Linked DNA regions of Mus musculus: region 1 is linked to region 2. The links are chromatin contacts, called in public HiChIP or PLAC-seq maps. All regions are on one chromosome and are shown on one strand. Each heading gives the region's core, a stretch centred on a gene start, on an enhancer-like site or on the middle of the called end of the contact. The rest is flanking DNA. Distances are from core to core; before and after follow the strand shown. Region 1 overlaps Ptpn3 (protein tyrosine phosphatase, non-receptor type 3). Region 2 overlaps Ctnnal1 (catenin (cadherin associated protein), alpha-like 1).

What was found. HiChIP or PLAC-seq counts read pairs in DNA pulled down with a chosen protein or histone mark.
Region 1: an HNF4G HiChIP or PLAC-seq map of pancreatic cancer cells shows a contact between it and region 2. The contact joins two enhancer-like sites. A contact is called at or near these places in 2 of 115 datasets of contacts at active chromatin or transcription factors (embryonic stem cells and pancreatic cancer cells) and 1 of 9 other capture datasets (embryonic stem cells).

Annotation. Positions count from the first base shown.
Region 1 is chr4:57,187,939-57,192,209 of GRCm38.p6, forward strand. Ptpn3 (protein tyrosine phosphatase, non-receptor type 3) reads right to left here. Exons shown (of 26, transcript NM_001384115.1): 26 at 2,908-4,271. Among named protein-coding and RNA genes, the nearest start is that of Gm12530, 18 kb to the left of the region's middle. Within about 2 kb of position 2,158, at least 9 of the 459 cell types and tissues checked have an H3K27ac peak or open chromatin away from gene starts, as enhancers often do. A contact at or near this core is called in pancreatic cancer cells, where this site is marked.
Region 2 is chr4:56,837,732-56,842,314 of GRCm38.p6, forward strand. Ctnnal1 (catenin (cadherin associated protein), alpha-like 1) reads right to left here. Exons shown (of 19, transcript NM_018761.3): 4 at 3,830-3,949; 5 at 1,235-1,324; 6 at 1-171. Among named protein-coding and RNA genes, the nearest start is that of Ctnnal1, 25 kb to the right of the region's middle. Within about 2 kb of position 2,755, at least 24 of the 459 cell types and tissues checked have an H3K27ac peak or open chromatin away from gene starts, as enhancers often do. A contact at or near this core is called in pancreatic cancer cells, where this site is marked.

The sequences.
Region 1 (4,271 bases), core at 908-3,407, 350 kb after region 2:
GTGTTTCCAGGGGAGGTTATCAATTGTGCCTACATAATCACTCCCCCATCCTCTATAAAGCAGAACTGAATCTTAGGGCTAGCTCAGCTGTCTAGACGGTTCAGCATTAAGAGTACTTGCTGTTCTTTCAGAGGACCCTAGTTTGGTTCCCAACACCATACTTAGGTGGTTCCTATTTCTAATTCCAGTTACCTGACACTTTCTTTTTAGCCTTCAAGGGTAACTGCACTTGCGTGTCCCAAAGCACACGGGCACAGACACACCATTAAAAATAGAAATAAAATAACCCTGAACTTTGGCTGTCGAGAATATCATGCAGAATTCCTAACCCCTTGCTGCAGAATGTGCAGACTCAGCTTAAAGAGAAAGGAAAGCCCATGCTCTGCCCCCCTTTCCTCCTATTTTCTTTTGGCCAGAATGTGGCTATAATGGTTGGCACTAGCGGGGCCATTTAAAACTGTGACAGGGCCATGTGATGGAGGCTATATACAGACAGAAGAGTAGCCACTGTCTATCACTAGTGGGCTCCAGGCTGCTCATGTTTGTAAGAAGTATAAACTACATCACTCCAGCCACCTTTGCTTTGGTTTTTGGATGCAGAATTGGATATGTAAAACTACATTATAAATCACATCTACAATGTGCCAGGAGCCTCATGGGCTCACTGGGGCAGCAACGGCAAAAGTACACATAAGACAAAATTGGTTTCTGCACTACTGTGGAAGATAGGCCACCTAAGACCACAGCATCAGAGGCAGTGGTGGCAGGAGACAGAAGTGTGAATGTTGGTCCTTGTCACTTTCCCTAAGGTCCTATGAAATGAGATGAACGAAAGCCAGTCAGAGACAGGAAGGATTCATACTCTGCTCTGTCTGGAGTTGGCAGTTGGTCCTATGAAATGAGATGAACGAAAGCCAGTCAGAGACAGGAAGGATTCATACTCTGCTCTGTCTGGAGTTGGCAGTTGGTAGCCTGCACTTGGAGCTGATTAACATCTTCAAGCCCTGAAAAGTCTTTTGCCCTCCCAAGTGCAGCTAATCAATAGGAATGGCCTTGAAATGGGAAGACACCAGACCAGGGAACAAGTAAGGCTTTCCAGTCGAAATGTGTGACTTTTGCAGCTCCCAAGCTAGCTCTGGGAGCAGCCTGTCAATCCAAGTTTTCAGGAGGCCACCATCTTCAAATTGAAGAGGCACAGATAAAGGACCTTTCATCTCAGGGTTGAAGTCAAGACCAGATCTTTGGCTATGAATAATTCCAAAGCCTTATCTCCCAGAACTATGAAAGTAGTTGGAGGAACCTCCAAGTCTTCCTCAAGAGTAGGCAAGCTAGAAGAGCTATGTGGGTCCAAGGCCACTCTTTGGATGTCTCACTTTTGAGTGTGACCATGGAAGAAGGACAGGAATCTTTCCAGAGGGCAGAATTGGACTGTCAGGTGCTATTCAAGGGACTGGCCACGGCCAGAGAGAGCTCAGCTGCTCCTGTGAGGTCGTGGGACAGTGGCAGACCAGGCTACCCTCTTGCCCTCCCATATAGTGGATGGCTGCTTCCTGTGTCTACTTCAGTGCTACTTAGAAATTATGTGAGGGGCTGGTGAGATGGCTCAGCAGGTAAGAGCACCCGACTGCTCTTCCGAAGGTCCGGAGTTCAAATCCCAGCAACCACATGGTGGCTCACAACCATCCGTAACGAGATCTGACTCCCTCTTCTGGAGTGTCTGAAGACAGCTACAGTGTACTTACATATAATAAATAATAAATCTTTAAAAAAAAAAAGAAATTATGTGAGAACTTATTAGCTTTTAAGTCATCGGAGCCTAAAAAGCAAACAACTAAAATCCACACATACCGCCTTTAATCCCAGCACTCGAGAAGCAGAGGTACATGGATCTCTGTGAATCTGAGGCCAACCTAGTCTATTAAGCAAGTCCCAAGACAGCCAGGACTGGTACACAGAGAAACCGTGTCTTGGAAAAAGAAATCCACACACATCAAAAGAAGCCTGAAAAAAAAATCACTAAGTAATTTTCTTTTAGCAATATGGCATGATGACATTTAGTTTATGTTGTTCTCATGAGAAGAAGAGACTACATGGGGCCAAAGGGCTCATTGTTCCTCAAATTCTTTCTCAGAATGAGATCATGTGAAATTTAGTTATGCATACTGTCCTCCCCCACCCCCCACCTTCTTCTTCTTTTTTTTGAATTTACCATGTAGACCAGGTTGGCGTTGAATTCATAGATTTGTTTACCCCTGCCTCCTGAGCATTGAGATTCTAACATTTGGTCTGGGCTTGAGGCCTCAGGCTCAACAGCAAGTGCCAGTACAGTACTCACTGAGCCATCTCACCAGGGCCTCCTGGCAGGTAGTCTCAGCTGCCCTTGAACTTGTAATGTAGAGACACTGACCTCCGGATCCTTCTGTTTTGACTTCCTGGTCTGACCCAGGGCTTCGCGCATGCTCTGCAAGCACCCTAGCAACGGAGCTTACATTCCCTAGCCCCAGCATATGGTTTCTTGGCATAAAAACTACCCCCTTGAATAAGATATGGCCCTGGGACTAAGGACACAGGTCTTGCTTTTCTCTTCCCCTTCCTGCTATGCTATCAAGCACCTGAATGTGTCTGGAAGTCAAGGTAGGAGCTGCATTCTGAGGACCTGGAACCCTGTTGATCACTGAGTCACTCAGCAACCGCGTAGGATGAAGGATAGGGCTTTGTGCAAACTACTGCCTTCACAGTAGAATCCAATTCTGATCTAAAACTGGTCCCCCAAAGTGAGTGCTAAGGCCAAACACTGCACGAGAAATCAACCAGAGGGAGGGTGAGGTGGGCGGACAGCATCGAGTTGATAGGAGGCGGGGTACAAACCAGACACACAAATAAAAATGTTGACAGACAAGAACAGTGTTGCATAGCTTGAACGCTTTTATATTGATCAGGTTGTTTTTCAGTAGAGTTCCGACAACAAGTCAGGATGAGAAAACATTCCAAATTTACAGGAAAACATATTGCTGATCGACTAAAGATAACTTTACAAAATATGGCTTAGCACACAATCCTGTGGTTGCTCCGGTGGTACGAGAGCTATCAAGAAATCGACGTTAGCTATCATCAGTCTTCGAGGTTTGATTGCTCAGGCTGAGGTCACAAGGAACTTGGCTGTCTTTTCTAGGTCTACTCTAGGATGACAGGTAAGAACCAGGAGGGTGGTAATATTTATCTTTGTAATTCCACAGTGATAAGGACTGAGACAACCAACCCCTTGGGGACAAGTCACAGACCGGGTGTTTCTCTGTGTCAGCCCTTCAGACTTGGTTAAGGTTAAATTTTGTTTCCCTGAAATCTAACTGTGAGTTCATCTAGTCCCACCAGTCACCAGTGCTTTCCAACATAAACAAACTGGCTGAGGGCAAAGCCGGGGTCTGGACTAAGTCTCACCCATTTTTCCCTGATGCCTCCTCTTTGTTGCCTTGGGAGGATGAAGAGGCAATTTACTGCACCCCCCCCAAATGGTAATTTTTAAGGATAAAGGCGTGCAGAGGGGAGGGGGAGAGGGCCAACCATGAACACAGCAATAAGAGAATCTACACAAGCATCAGAACATATTTAAGTCCCATGGGACCCCGGGAGGAAACTAAAAGTACCGCTACACGTTTGAGAGCCATCCATCCTGCCCCCTACCCCTCAACAAACTTCACTTAATTGTTCTCTCTGGAAAATCAACACACCATGTATGGATTCTGGAGAGTGGTACCAGCAGGGAACCCACCGGATGAAGGAAGTACACTGGGGTGTCTAATCTGTTCTTTGGGAAGGTGCTGGAATGTAGGATATAAATATCTTCCCCATTCACAACCAGCCAAATTTCCCAGGCAAAATATTTACCCTGAGTCTGATGCAATTCTTAGGATGAAACATAGCTTCTCAAAAGCAACTGTGGATATGGGAGATGCAGGAAAACAAGAGCTCAGAACTTTGGTTTTTTAAATTGGTAATATTGACCCAGTTCACTTGGGCACTCTACTCTTTGGGGTCATTTTCATGTCCTTCTCAAGATCCCACGGACTCTGTTTCTGGCAACTACCACTGTGTCTGAAGTGCTGGCCCCATACAATGGCAGAGAGAGGCCAGCTGCAGCTTTTTCAAGCTTCACAGAATATTACATAAGTGTAACAGCAGCATTTTCGTGACCACACTCAACGTGTTTTCAGAAAAATAATAAAACAGTCTCCAAGGACATTTAGATTCTGCAAGTGCTTTGCACACAGGGC
Region 2 (4,583 bases), core at 1,505-4,004:
CTTCAACTCTTTAATCCCAGTAAAAATGCTGACAGATGAGCTGTCGGTCTCTCCGCTGAGTCTGCAGTCAGTCACGATCTCCGTGACCTTCTCCAGGGCCACTCTCATCCGGTCAAACACTCCTTCTTTGTTTGTGTGGGCTGACTCACAGCTGGGATGCCTGAGACATGTCTTTCAGAACAGTTGAGGTTTTTATTTTAATAACAACTTGTACCACAACACATTAAAAATTGTACAGAGAACATGCTAGGCTAATAAAAATGTTTTTTTTACCCAAGTTTCCTGGGCCCCTGGCTCCCCCAGCCGCCTCTCCTCACTAGTGTGGAAGCAGGATGAGTAAAAGTGACAGAAAAGTTAGGTGAGTGACCAGAGAGTAAAGTTGCATCTTCAAACATCAACAGTACGGTCATCTTAATTACAGGGATGGAAAAACCCGACGCCGTTATCAAGATCCAAACTGTCTTATACAAGCTGTCTCACACCAGCAAGAACCAGAAAGGAGTGGGGGAAACTGGATGAGGTACCAGATGACAGTGGCTGCATCTTTCACTTTTAAAACAGGCTGTAAAGAAAGACGTAATCTAGGTTCTAGATCCAAAGAGAACGTTCTGCCTCTGCTGTTGTGGCTTCGCTAATCCCAGCACATCAGTAAATACTTGCAGAAGAAAAAGCAATTCTCTACAAACTCACGTGGAGCCATTTACCAGATCGTCCCTGAAATGTACCAATTGCTGGAAACACGCACTCCTGGCCCATCATTTTATAAAAGTAGAAACAGAAAGGAGAGGCCGTGCATTCATGGGAGGAATCAATGGAGGCTGCATGCCGCACACTCCACCGCTTCTGTTTAACCAAGCATGCCTTGCCCGGCTCTCACTAGATTATGCGGCCTGCCAAGCTTGCAGAGAGTGGCTGTGCCAGGCAGCTCTGTTCACAGTACTCCATCCACTCTCTTCTGCTTAGACCAGGCTGGCTTCGAACTCAGAAATCCACCTGCCTCTGCCTCCCGAGTGCTGGGATTAAAGGCGTGCGCCACCACGCCCGGCTTTAAGTTACTGTTTTCATCTCTTCAAAAATACCAAAGAGGGCTGGGGTGAGGCTCTCTGGTCGGGTACATGCTTAGCAGAAAAAGAAAAAGAACAGATGAAACAGAACTGGAAAGCTCCCACATTGGATGCGTTTGCCCAACCATTTCTTACCACTGACTGATGTGGGCGACACCAAAGGCTCTTACCTTTGAGGCTGTAAGGAGCATCATCGTACCCTTTTCAAGCACAGCCCTCGCCACAGCCATTCTGGCCTTTTTCTTCTCATCTTTCAAATCCTAGAGATGAAATCACATCACTGGGTAGTCTAAGAACATGCAAGCAACTTGATCTTTTGAAAAGCCATTCACTCATCAATAATAATGTTCAGAAGGCCCAGTCACACCAGTCGCACCAGTCACACCAGTCACACCAGTCACACCGTTCAGAAAGGATCTGAGAATGGTTCCTGACCTGTCTGTGCTTTGGTGAAGACAGTCACACTCTTCACCCCCAGCTTCACTCTCTGAGGTCACTGACCTGCAGTCCATGTGTCTGTGTTACTGTCTGTCTCCTCCCACACCCTCTAAAACAGAGGTTCTGGGGACAGAGGCTTTGTATGTACTGTTAAATCCCCAGTGTCCAGTGACTAAGTTATGAGAATCTGCTGGGTATGAGGAAAGAAGCTGGATAATGCGATGGCTATGTTCAGCATATTCTGGCCAAATTAAGAAAGAAAGGGCTTAGCCAGGCAGTGATGGTGCACGCCTTTAATCCCAGCACTCAGGAGGCAGAGGCAGGTTGATTTCTGAGATCGAGGCCAGCCTGGTCTACAAAGTGAGTTCCAGGACAGCCAGGGCTATACAGAGAAACCCTGTCTCAAAAAACCAAAAAAAAAAAAAAAAAAAAGAAAGAAAGAAAGAAAGAAAGAAAGAAAGGAAAAGGAAAAGGAAAGGAAAGGAAAGGAAAGGAAAGGAAAGGAAAGGAAAGAAAAGAAAAGAAAAGAAAAGAAAAGAAAAGAAAAGAAAAGAAAAGAAAAGAAAAGAGAGAAAGGGCTTGAACTCTTGATGCAAACACTAAGACTTTGACCCGGGCAAAGCAGTTAGCAAACCCCTCCGTGGGAAACTGCCTACTGCCCTCTATCTGATAGGTGACATTTAACAGGGACTTCTGCCGGTGTGGTGGTGCATGCCTTCAATCCCGGCACTGGGGAAGCAGAAGCAAAAGGATCTCTAGGAGTTTGAAGACAGCCTGGTCTACACGGTCAGTTCCAGGCCAGCCAGGGCTAGTCTCCAGCCAAAGTCCACAAGTTTTAAAAGATTCGATCTAGCCTTGGTAGAAATAAATATTCCTATACCAATATTCTCCAGACCAATTCTATTTTCTTTTTTGATCTTTGAGGTAGGGTCTTACAATGTAGCACGGACTACCCTGGAAGTTGCTTAGTTTGACTTTAAACTGGTAGCAACCCTCCTATCTTAAAATCTTAAGTGTTGAGCAGGGCAGTGGTGGCCCACATCTTCCAACCACTTGGGAGGCAGAGGCAGGCAGATCTTTGTGAGTTCAAGGCCAGCCTGGTCTACATAGCAAGGAGGAGGAAGATGAGGAGGAGGAGGAATAATAAGAAGAAGAATTAGAAGAAGAATCCCAAGAGCTAGGATTACAGTAGTGAGCCACCATGCTGGCTCCATACCAGATTTCTAACTACAAATCAAAATAACAGTGGAAGTTTACCAGTTATGTGGCCAGCAGGAAACAGTCAAAATGAGCTACATGGGCTTTGGAATCTGAGTCACACCACACTCGCCCAAGTGATCCAGGAAATGTTAGATGATAAACTGTCATAAAAATACTTTATACTAATAATGTTTATAGGGAAGAGTGGAGGGGGCGAAGAGAGAGGATGAAAAGGAAATGAAGCCGAGTGTAAAAGAGCAATGGCTTCAGAACAGAGCACAGACAAGGTGCCACACAGGTGGCTTTTAAAACTTTGCATTACAATTCTTTGTTGATTTTGTGCACAACTGCACATGTGAGTATGTGTGTAAGTCAAACGTGTATCCATGTCTGCTCAGGCATGGGTATACATGAGTGCCGTAGCACCCATGTGGGGATCAAAGGGCAACTTGCAGGCGTCAGTCATTTCCTTCCACCATGTGGACCCTGTGGATTCAAATCAGACAAGCGCCCTTACCCACTCAGCCATCTATATTCAGCTTTTTTAGAGACAATTAGTAGTCCCCAGCCTGACATTTTCCAGGCCCATGTCCATCTCCCAACTGTAGCTACAACCAGGAAAGCTCCCAGAGGCATCTCAGTACCACAGGTCAGACCTGATGGATTCATAAGCAAACACCCCAGCTGGGAAAACCCTATTCCAGACATGCTGTGGTTGTCCACTCCTCAGACTTAGAAGTGTTGGTCTGAATTGGGGAGTAGGTCCCCAAAAACAGACATCAAGTTATGGTTGAAGACTGACAGGCTTCAGGGATAGGCTTAACCGAAATCAGTCCAATGGCAGAGTGACCTTAGAAATTCACCCCAGGTTTGGTTTTCTTACATTAAAAACCACCAATAGCAACACCCAACATGCAGGGGTGCATTGAATATTCAAATCAATCATGCATATTAAATACCTAACATATTATAACCAATGCAAATGGAACAATGCCATGTGTTCTTAGGAACAAGGACATGGATGTAGTGAATGAAGAAGTCAGTTCATTGATTAAAAAGATCACATTTCTACCCAAAGTAAAAGGTCTGAGTGTATGTGAAGACATCTCAAAGTGATAAGTACGTACATTTTGTCGGTCTCCCGTTAGATGTGCAAACTCCACCATTTCGTTTCCAAACTGGCTGAATATCTGAACAAATTCCTGAAAGCTGTTTACTTTCTCTAGCCTTTCCATGGTTGCGAGAATCTGCAAAACAGAAAGTATTTTATTGGGCAACAAACAAGAAAGAGACTGAGACTTCCAGAGTTAAACAATGACAACAAACAGGGGAGGCTCAGAACTCTCTACACAGCCCCTTAGTCTGGTTCTGAACTCATGATGATCCTCCTGCCTCGTCTTTCAAGAGTAGAGATTACACCCCCCACCCCCCTCCGGTCCCTACCCGAAAGTTCAATTTTCCTTTTAATAATAGTGACTCTTAAGAGACTCTGGGAAGGCTGTACTAATCACCTCTGAGGAGAATCCTTCAGTGACTTTCTTTCTGCCTTTTAACAGACTCCTCCAATTCTCTCTTGAATACACTGGGACCCAAGCTCCCAGCGCTGGGACCTGGGGACACTGTGGCTCAGAGCCACGTCTGAGCAGTAACAGCTCTGCTCACTCCTTCCTCTTCACACTGGGCTTCATGACAGAGATCCTCCTCTGTGTATTTAGGGTTTTGTTTATTGGTTTTGGTTTTTGACACACAGTCCCTAATCCAGGCTGGCCACACCCTCCCTATGAAATGCAGGATGACTTTGAACGGTTTTCATTCGAAGTCCATATGCATATAGTCATACCTGGGAACGAGTGTGTGTGCAAGGGCACGTGTGTACACATA